Linked DNA regions of Anas platyrhynchos: region 2 is linked to region 1. Evidence: chromatin contacts called from public Hi-C data. All regions are on one chromosome and are shown on one strand. Each heading gives the region's core, a stretch centred on a gene start, on an enhancer-like site or on the middle of the called end of the contact. The rest is flanking DNA. Distances are from core to core; before and after follow the strand shown.

What was found. A called contact is a pair of places that touch in the nucleus more often than the background predicts.
Region 2: a Hi-C map of skeletal muscle shows a contact between it and region 1, with 3 times the contacts expected there. The contact joins the promoter of RCBTB1 here to the enhancer-like site in region 1. A contact is called at or near these places in 2 of 8 Hi-C or Micro-C datasets (skeletal muscle and subcutaneous adipose tissue).

Annotation. Positions count from the first base shown.
Region 1 is chr1:178,478,893-178,483,379 of IASCAAS_PekinDuck_T2T, forward strand. FNDC3A (fibronectin type III domain containing 3A) reads left to right here. Exons shown (of 26, transcript XM_038173524.2): 11 at 506-559; 12 at 1,177-1,301. Among named protein-coding and RNA genes, the nearest start is that of MLNR, 27 kb to the right of the region's middle. Within about 2 kb of position 1,844, at least 4 of the 8 cell types and tissues checked have an H3K27ac peak or open chromatin away from gene starts, as enhancers often do.
Region 2 is chr1:178,659,118-178,664,178 of IASCAAS_PekinDuck_T2T, forward strand. RCBTB1 (RCC1 and BTB domain containing protein 1) reads right to left here and starts at 3,797. Exons shown (of 15, transcript XR_011806435.1): 1 at 3,599-3,797.

The DNA of each region.
Region 1 (4,487 bases), core at 594-3,093:
ACCACACTTACGTGACTGAAGTATGTGTATTGGATTAAATGGGGACTTCAGCGAAGAGAAAAAGATTCCCAGAAAAGCCAGGAGCCTTTGTAAATAAACCTAATGAACTTGAACAGAGACACTGGTTTGAGTTCTGGTCCCCTCCTGGACTGTAGAACCAATTTCTTTCTCCCTTATTGAGCATAGGCTTATTTGTGCAAAGCAAACTAAGTGGTCTGGAAAGACAGATTTGAACAGATCTGCAATCTTAGTGCTGAGAAAAAATCTGTCATATTTTACATTGCTGCCAGAATACTTTCTCAAGGTCTAAATGAAAACAAAAATAGATACAAGCATTCACTGGATAGAAACAGAATTAGGACTGTCTTGGCAAGTGCAACAGTCATGTAAGGGCAGCATCATTTGCCCTTCACTGGTCTTGTCATGACTTGATCCATGCATGCATCTTTCCTTAACTGATCTTGTATCTAGTTAGAGCTCTAATATCCCTTTTTTCTTGTTGCAGGCATCATGCGATAATGGTTCTAAAATCCACAGTTACCTATTAGAGTGGGATGAAGTAAGCAAGTTACTCTCTTCTATTTTTCATTTTGTGGTTTTCAAAAGTAGTTGTGTGTGACTATACACATCGAGTTGTATCAAAATTATGACTTGTGTAGAGAGAGGCAAGTGACAACTACATAATTTCTGAAAGCAAGTGTGAAAACATGATTATCGCCCTAATTTTTTCTTAGGTTGTATAACGTATCAAATATTTCTTAGTTATGTGATTCTGCCACCCATAATAGTGGCTTTTCACCAATACTTCTCTCAAGAGCATTGAGATAGATCATTTTCCTATAACGGTGTTCCTTTTATTGTATAAAAGGGGTGTGCCAGCAATGTTCCCATAAACGTGTTCCAGTCCTAGCCAGACAGCTATTCCAAGAGGGAGATGGCAGAGCTGTAGACACTGTACTGCTTTTTCCTTCTAGCCCTTTGGGGATGGGAAGTAGAAAGGAATTTTAAAAGCCTCTAATTCAATACATGTATGTCTTATGTAAAACCTCACTATGGGAGGGTTTCTTGAGTTATGTTACACTTCAAAAATGAATTTACTTCACATTTGTGTGTTACTTTAATTGATGGACACATATTTAATAGGGTGAATAATGTGATTAATTTATTCCTTTTTAGGGAAAAGGAAATGGAGAGTTTTGCCAGTGTTATTATGGCCAACAGAAGCAGTATAGAATTACTAAACTATCACCAGCAATGGGGTACACCTTTAGGCTAGCAGCCAAAAATGACATGGGGATGAGGTAAATATTACTGTTGTATCCATAACTATGGAATGCATTTGCATGCATATGTGTGCTTGCTTAGGAAAAGCATATGATGGCATTTAAAGAAACAAGACTTCTGATCATTTACATAGTTACTTTACCATATGTGATTGGATTATTCATGTTGCAGATCACATTTGCACTGCGAATCACTTGACCCTGCTTGAGCAAGGGAGGCTGGACAAGGAGACCTCCAGAGATCCTTTCTAACCTCAGCTGTTCAATGAGTCCTGGCACAATCAGTTTTGTTCAGGCATTATTCTGGCTACAGCCACTACACGTGTGAATACTTAGCATATAAATGCTACACATCTCAGCCCCTCTTATGAGCAGCTGTCACCTGCAGATAGCACAGCTGCTTCTGCCAAATTTAGCTTAATTTCCCGAACAGCCTGCTCTAACCTGTGTACATGATGCCTTTTTGTACCTAAAGGGGGAGTGCGAGCGTGGCACAGGCAGCCCCGCTGCTCTCAGGTGAAATCAGCTCAGGCCGTGCTGATTTTTAGCTTCAGCCTTCGTAGCCTCACGCTGAGCTCCACTGAAGGTTGCTACCTTGGGCTGGCTTCCTACTGCTCTGAGCTGTAATGGAAGTTCTGGCGAAGCGTTGTGGCTTTTGTGTCTGATGTAATAAGCACTTCTGCTAACACGCAGAATGGGGGTCATGCTGAAAGACAAGCAACCCTGCCAGTGGGCCAGAACTGAATGGTTTGGTAAATGCTGCAGGGGTGCTGCTGTTGGTTGGCCAGAGGGTAACTTGGACCACGCTGTCTGCTGCTCTGGGTGCCAGTGAGGTCTGACATGATGCCAGACCTAAGGCAGTTCTTGCAGCCAGTGTAGCAGTTTACCAGGGCTTGATCAGCCCTCCTTAAATTTAGAGCTGTAGTAACGACAGCATAAAGAGAATGCAGTAACTCTGCTGGAGCAGGAGGTAGGTGCAGCAGAACCCGCTCTGCATCCTGTAGGTATATCTACACTGTGCTCTTTGCCATGTCCATTTTCTGCATATGTCCCTTTACCTGAGGGGTCTGTTAGTCTCATGTTACTGTGGGAAATGGACAGAATATGACACAATACCATTGATATTTTTTTTTCTGAGCATGTAGAACTTATTATGAATGTTTAGGACACGTGGTCATTATTTTTAGAAGTGCTACTTTGCAGGAGTTGTAAAGCACCAAACTTTGGTTTTGATTTGTGAATGAATGGCATCTGTTGTCAGTAGAGGATATAAGTAAGAACTCAAAAATAAATAAATAAATAAAAATGAACAGTTTCTCAGGTTGGGCTTACACTACTGGATGCGTTAGCTCTTGGGAGTGCTTCTTGGTCTTCAGGTGAAGCGATAAAGCTGGCTAATATTCTTACTGCTAGGGCTCAGTACCTCTAGAATAGACTGCCTGTGTCCACGCTATTGGACATTTACATCCCATGTGGCATAAAAGCAAGGCTTCTTTAGCCATGAGCATAAAATTACTATTTTTTGTTTGTGTTTGAGATATTTTGAGCGTTGTGCTGCTCACTGGAGTGGTGTTTTTATAGCATGAAACGCGTGTTATCTGTCCTTCAGCTGGCACAAAGGAGTGTTTGAGGGAACAATGCCTGCCTCGACAGTGTTGAAGGACAGTTTAAAAATAGGGAGCCAGACCTGAGGATGTAATTCATGCTGGATAGAAGAAGTCTTCTGCAGGCTAAGTCCATGAAAACTACAGCTGGCTCAGGAGGTCTCTGAGACATGTTGGGAGGCTTTGGAGAGCACCCAGGGCATGTGTTGCACGTAGTACCTGTTCTTTGTGTCTTCCCTTAGGCTCCTGCTTTGGGTCACTGGCTGAGGACACTGTAGTGAGATAGGCTGACTTTCAGAGTGCTCCAACACAGTCTTTCTTATGTTGCTGCCTTCTGGAAGATGTTTCTGGATTGAACCATTCTCTGAGTTTCTCCTGGACTTGTCTTTGATGAGATGTAATTGGACAAAAGCAGACAGGGAGTGAGCTGAGAGTTAAGCAGGGGCCAGAGTTCAAGTTCTCTTCCTGTTCCCTGGTTACTTCTGAGTGTAAACGTACCCCCTAGGAGTATCCACACGTATTATACACCTCTATGGTGTAAGCTGGTGGAAGACAGTCATCAGTTAAATACCCTTTTTAAAATAATTGCGCTGAATAGATTTTTAAATCTGTATTTCATAGCCATATCACAATGCATTATGTTGGCTTTATGGTATTACTTAAGTCTCCTGAAATAATATTTACTAGGATAGGGTGACAACTTACTCCTTATGAAATATGTTGAGAACCTTCTGTATCTGCAGACTGAATTTTGCCTAAATGATTTTGCCAGCAAGAATGGATATTCTCTCTTAGAGTTACTCCAATTTTTAAATTTGGTTCTAACCAAACATGAAACCGTGGCTAAACAAATCTGGAAAAGTAAAATCCATTTAAAAGATAGAGTATTGTTGTACTCCAAAGTGAAACGTTAAGAGAGGTTCAAAGGTGGGAATTACTGGAGCTCATTTAGTTGGTTTCAATGTGTTTCGGAGTGATTCAATCAAGTAAAGAGATGAAGGCTTTTCAAGGTGTTTTTCTCCACCCCTTCCCTTGCATCTGCATGTGAGTTGGCTGCTTCAATAGTTGGCTGTGAGTAGACAGGTTTAGTGTGTCTAGCTTCTCTTCATGCTTTCTTAGCCTAACTGTAACGCTGGATTTTTATTTTTATTTTTAAGTAGATACAGCATATGTATCATACTGTCTTAATTGCAGAGATTTTCTTGCTTGTGACTTTTGGCAAAAAAAGTGTTATTCCGGCTTCTCAGGAGAAATGGGTCAGAGAGAAAGGGACGGCGAGGTATCTTCATACTGTGATTTTTCAGGGAAGCCAGATTTGGACACACGAGATATTTGACTGGTTCTGTTGTTCAAGACACATGAGGAATTTTGTTTTCAGGACTTCCTGGTGCTCACTTAGATGATGTCTTGCTTTCAAAGTTGCATCTTTGACGTTAGTTTCATACAGTTTAAAAAAAAACTAGACAAGCTCTCAAGCCTGCGTTTCTTCAGATCTGACGCAGGAACAGCAAATTTCTAAATAAATGCCAGCTGAGAACAGTTTTTTAGAGTCTAGATGGATACATGTCACACCATCTGTGCTTTGTACCCATTTACTGAC
Region 2 (5,061 bases), core at 2,547-5,046, 180 kb after region 1:
TTATTTTTTAGTGTAACGTGTTTAAATACAGCAATGTCTTTTTCTTCTGAGCTTACCAAGTTCTGACTTGGTCCATTCTGACTGCATAATTTGCCCCACATAACACTCAACAAGGCACAAATGCATCATGGAAAAAAATATTTTCTTCATTGAAGTTCTTTTTAACACATGCTGTCCATTTAAGGCATGAATAAAAGCATTATTTTGGTGGATAACATCCTAGTAAATAACATCAAAGTTTTACAGCACAGATAGAACCTATGCTGCTGTAGAGGAAGCCAGATTAAAATGCGCTCCTTTATCTCTCCCTTTCTGACCTTTGCACTAGGTGTTTAATCCACTTGACGTATTTTCCATGACTACATGATTCAATTAACCACTCCTCTTCAAGGAGATTTTTCCACTCGCTTCTGAAATCTACGGTGAGTTATACTGTACTGCCCACATCTCAAAGCTCAGCTGGGTACCTTGTCAGACAAACTCATGCCATTATATAAAAAAGAAGCTTTCAAGTACACAAGACTTCCCAGACTGAAGACATGAGCAGTGAACTCTACCCACAGATGACAAACCTCAGGATTTCTGAAGGTGTAACACTCCTTTCATACATTCATAGAATCATTAAGGTTGGAAAAGACCTCCTTTATCTATAAAAATGCTGTATATCTGCAATTTAAATATACCTGAAATGCAGCTTAAAAATACAGGTCTATAATGGGAAAAAAGTATTTGAGGAATATACATGTGTATATAGTACAACACATCAATAAAATAACTGTGTTATCAGAGCAGAAGCCCAGTTAATTTTACCATCCTTTAAGACCTACTACACACTTTTCAAAAAGGATACACCTCACAACAAGCTTCTCACTGCTCACAATCAAGCCTTCATTCCTGTCCAACAGTTTTGAGAGGGAAAAAGTGCCCGTGGAGCTTCTTCTGGGCAGCTCCTTGCTGTGAAAGGCTGATCTAGGAGACTTCAGCTGTGCTGTGACACAACGGGATGCAGCGCCTGTCCTTCACTCACCCTTCCTGTACTACATCAGTACGAGAGCTAAGTTTACTATTTACTGCTGCTGATAGTCACGTAGAGGCCTGGAGCCCCCTATACCACATACCGTGCAGAAACTGCACCTTAATGGAAAGTTTAAGTGCAATGGAGTAGCAAAGTACCACCTGGAATCCAAAGTAATCAAGCTATTTTAGTCTCTACACAAATAGCTCTCTCAATTTATTAACTCACAAGCTATCATTTAGATTCTGCATGCAACACAGCAGCAGCATTTCTAAGGAATATCTGTATACATCAACACCTAGCTTAAAATTCATATTCCTGAGAACTTTGCAATTAAAAGCCTTGTAAGTATAGACATCAAACTTAAACTTGGTGCTCCGGGGCAGGTAATTGCTCTGTGAAACACTCTGTACCACTGCTCTTAAACGTCTTTTCACTTCTACTGCATGAGCCAGTGCTAACCAATACACCCCATGGCTTTACCTCATGTTTGTAGCTCACTACCGCAGAAGCAACCAGCAGAGGGAGCTTGTGTCAACACCACCTCCTCTAACTACTTTGACATCTTTGAAATTACCCAACAATATCAGTATACAAACAGGAACAGAAACAAAGATGTTTGTTTGAATTTCAGAGATGCTAAAAATAAGCAAGAAAGGATGACTTGCAGAGAAGGAAACTGAACTGACCACGCAGTGTGGAAAAGAAATTTAACTCCAAGGCATCAGCAGCATTGGGGGAGGGGAGGGTGGGAATCTAGGTCCGCTCAGAACAAAAAAGCCCCATGCTTTCAGAAACAGAAGCCCTTCAAATATTCTACGCTAAACTGCTGCCTATGCATTCAGCATCTCACTGGGCTGCTTTCTAAAGAAACAATGTGCAGGCTGATTCTGAGCAGTACATGCGTGCACGCACAAATCCCTGCCTGAAAAAGAAAACAAAAAACAACCAAACAAAAAACAGAAGACAATGTTTATGAAGTGTTTTGTTGTTTTTTTTAAATGGTGTTAGACAAAGTTTTACAAAGTTCAGCTAAACAAACCCATACTGGAAAGAACAGTAACCTAGCAAAAATGTCCTACCGGGAAAACAGAACCAGTTGTCATTGCAACAAAAAACTCGAGTTAGCTACTCATCCCCTTATGGTAAAGATTATTTGAAGATAATTGTACGTTTGTTTCATTCTTTCCTCTAGCTCCAATTTTGCAGCTGATTTTAGCTGGGCAGACTTAATTCCTGCGTAGAAAGAAATCGCAGGCTCAGGCCTTCATTTCCCCTCCTGGTCTACAGGAATCAAACTGCAGCGCGAACACAAAAGCTGGAATGTCTAGTTCAAGAAAAACAAAAAAAAAAAGGATTAAGTCCACTGATCTTTTCAAGTACACCTCAATTAAGAAACAATCAAATCCCAGACATAAAGGCAGTCTTCCCTATGCTTTCTCCCATTTGCCCTTTTTTTTTTTAAAAAAAAAAAAAAAAAAAAAAAAGAAAAAAGATCTCGTATTTCAGTATTGAGAAAGAACAGGGAAACAATGCATAACTACTGATGTTAATCAGATGCAGAAACGAAGTGACTTTCTCCCTGCCAACAAAAAGACATTACATTCCCTGAAATCATGTGCCTCAACTTACTTTCCTAAGACCTTACATAAGGCAAGATTCTTATGACAATATGCCCAAACCTCCTCATGCTGGTGATTTATTTTTAGATGCCTTTTATGCGCAATACAGGGAAAGACAAACATCCTAATGCAAGCTCTGCGAAGCACTCCTCCTGTTTGCTCTGAGCGGCTGGCTGGAAGGAGATAACATGCAAAAAATCAGCACACAGGTGAGCTCTGTTGAATATCAGATTGCTTTAACCACACGAAACAAACAAACAAACCACTGTAGAAGGATGACAGCCATCCAACCACCTTAACAAAAGTACAATTATAGCCACAACATGCTTTTTTTTTTTAAATAAGGAGCTGAGCCATTACTGCAACTTACTGAAGCCATTCACTCTGTACATTTAGGAAAACCAGCTGCATTTCAATATGATGCACACAGAAATAAACGTTCAGAGGAAAACACACATCCCAAGGCTCCAAAGGCTTCCTGCCTCTCCTCAATATTAATTTTCCTGACCAACTTCGTGCTCCAAACCCGCTTCCATTGGCAGTGCCTCTCTCCTAGCCCTGTCCCCAGGCGCTGAGGCAGGGCCGCTTTACCTCCTGTCAGCAGGCTGCAGCATGCTTCCCAAAACAGGTCATTTAGGCTAAATCGGAGCACCGACAACCCCTTTAGGATGAGAAAGCGAGGACTCCTTTTGCCTTTAGCACCGTAGCAACGTCTGAAGAGATTAATTATTATATAAACCCGGGGAGGGGGGGGGGGGGAAGGGGTTGAGCCCCGGTTATCCCAGCACGCCAGCTCTCCTCAGGAAGCGGATGAGAAGGATGGAGACACAAACAGCGCTCCGGAAACCCAACCGAGGTGATGGCTCTGAGGGAGCCGAGCCGGGCTGAGGCAGCCCTGCCCTGCCCGCCCCCTCGCCCCGCGGTCCCACACCGCCTCCCGGCCCCTCAGGGCACAGCTCACCGGGCTGCCGCATCCCTCGCCAGCCCCCTCGCGGCCCCTCCGCCTCCTCCGCTCGCCACAACCGCGGCCGTTGGAGCCGTTAGGGCCGTTGGGGCCGTTACCGGAGCCGTTACCGGCGCCGCCGCCCGGCAGCGCGCAGCGGAGCGCGGCCGCCGCCGAGCGCTGCCCCAGCCCCACTGCATCACGTGACGCGCCCTCCCCTCCCCGCTCCCCCTCCATCTTGTCCGCTCAGCCCGGGGGGCGGCGCCCCCGCGGCTCCTCCTCGCCGCCCCCCGCTCTAATGTGTGATTAAAGTTGATATTTTATATCTGTGTACGGCTCCCTGTGTGTTTGTGCCTGCGGGGCGGGAGGGAGGTTGGGGAGGATGCGGGAAAAGGAAGGTTGGCGAACGCCCCCCCCCTCCCCTCCCCTCCCGAGGGGGACCTTTTGTTGCTCGGAGCTGCTGCCAGGAAATGGCTTCCGCTTCTCCTCAATTTTACTTGCTTTCCTGGCCGTGCGCAGGGTCATGAGGCAGCTGGGGCTTCGTGCCATGAGCGAGGAGCTGGCTGATCTGCAGCATGGAGCAGTAGGGTAGAGCCCGCTAGAAGTGTCAGCCTATCTTTGGGGGTAGCCAGTGTCATAAAGCCACAGAACCATTAGGGGTGGAAAAGCCCTCCAGGATCACCTGGTCCAACCATTCCCCCTACCACCAGTGTCACCACTAAACCATGTCCCCAAGCACCACGTCCAACCCCTCCTTGAACACCCCCAGGGACGGTGACTCCACCACCTCCCTGGGCAACCCGTCCCAGTGCCTGACTGCTCTTTCTGAGCAGAAATGTCTCCTCATTGCCAACCTGAACCTCCCCTGGCACAACTTGAGGCCATTCCCTCTGGTCCTGTCACTGGTCGACCCCCAGCTCCCCACCCCTTCCTTTCAGGTAGCTGCAGAGAGCAATGAGGTCTCCCCTGAGCCTCCTGTTCCCCAGACCAAACACCCCCAGCTCCCTCAGCCGCTCCTCACAGGACTTGTGCTCCAGGCCCTTCACCAGCTTCGTAGCCCTGCTCTGGACATGCTCCAGGGCCTCGATGTCCTTCTTGTAGCGAGGGGCACAAAGCTGAACACAGCACTCAAGGTGCGGCCTCACCAGGGCAGAGTACAAAGGGATGATCACCTCCCTGGTCCTGCTGACTACACTATTGCTGACACAAGCCAGGATGCTGTTGGCCTTCTTGGCCACCTGGGCACACTGCCAGCTCATGTTCAGGCGAGCTTCAATCAGCACCCCCATGTCCTTTTCCTCTGCAGGAATTTAGGACAAAGCTGTTTGAAGAAAAAATAGAAAACTCAGTGTCACTACCCACGGAGTCCAATCCGGATGGGTTGCTATGAGAGGGAATCAGTGATGTTGAAGAAATTCTGCCCTGGAATATGAGGCAAAGAAGGCCCAGCAGTAGGTCCAGCGCAAAAAGAGATTTTCCCT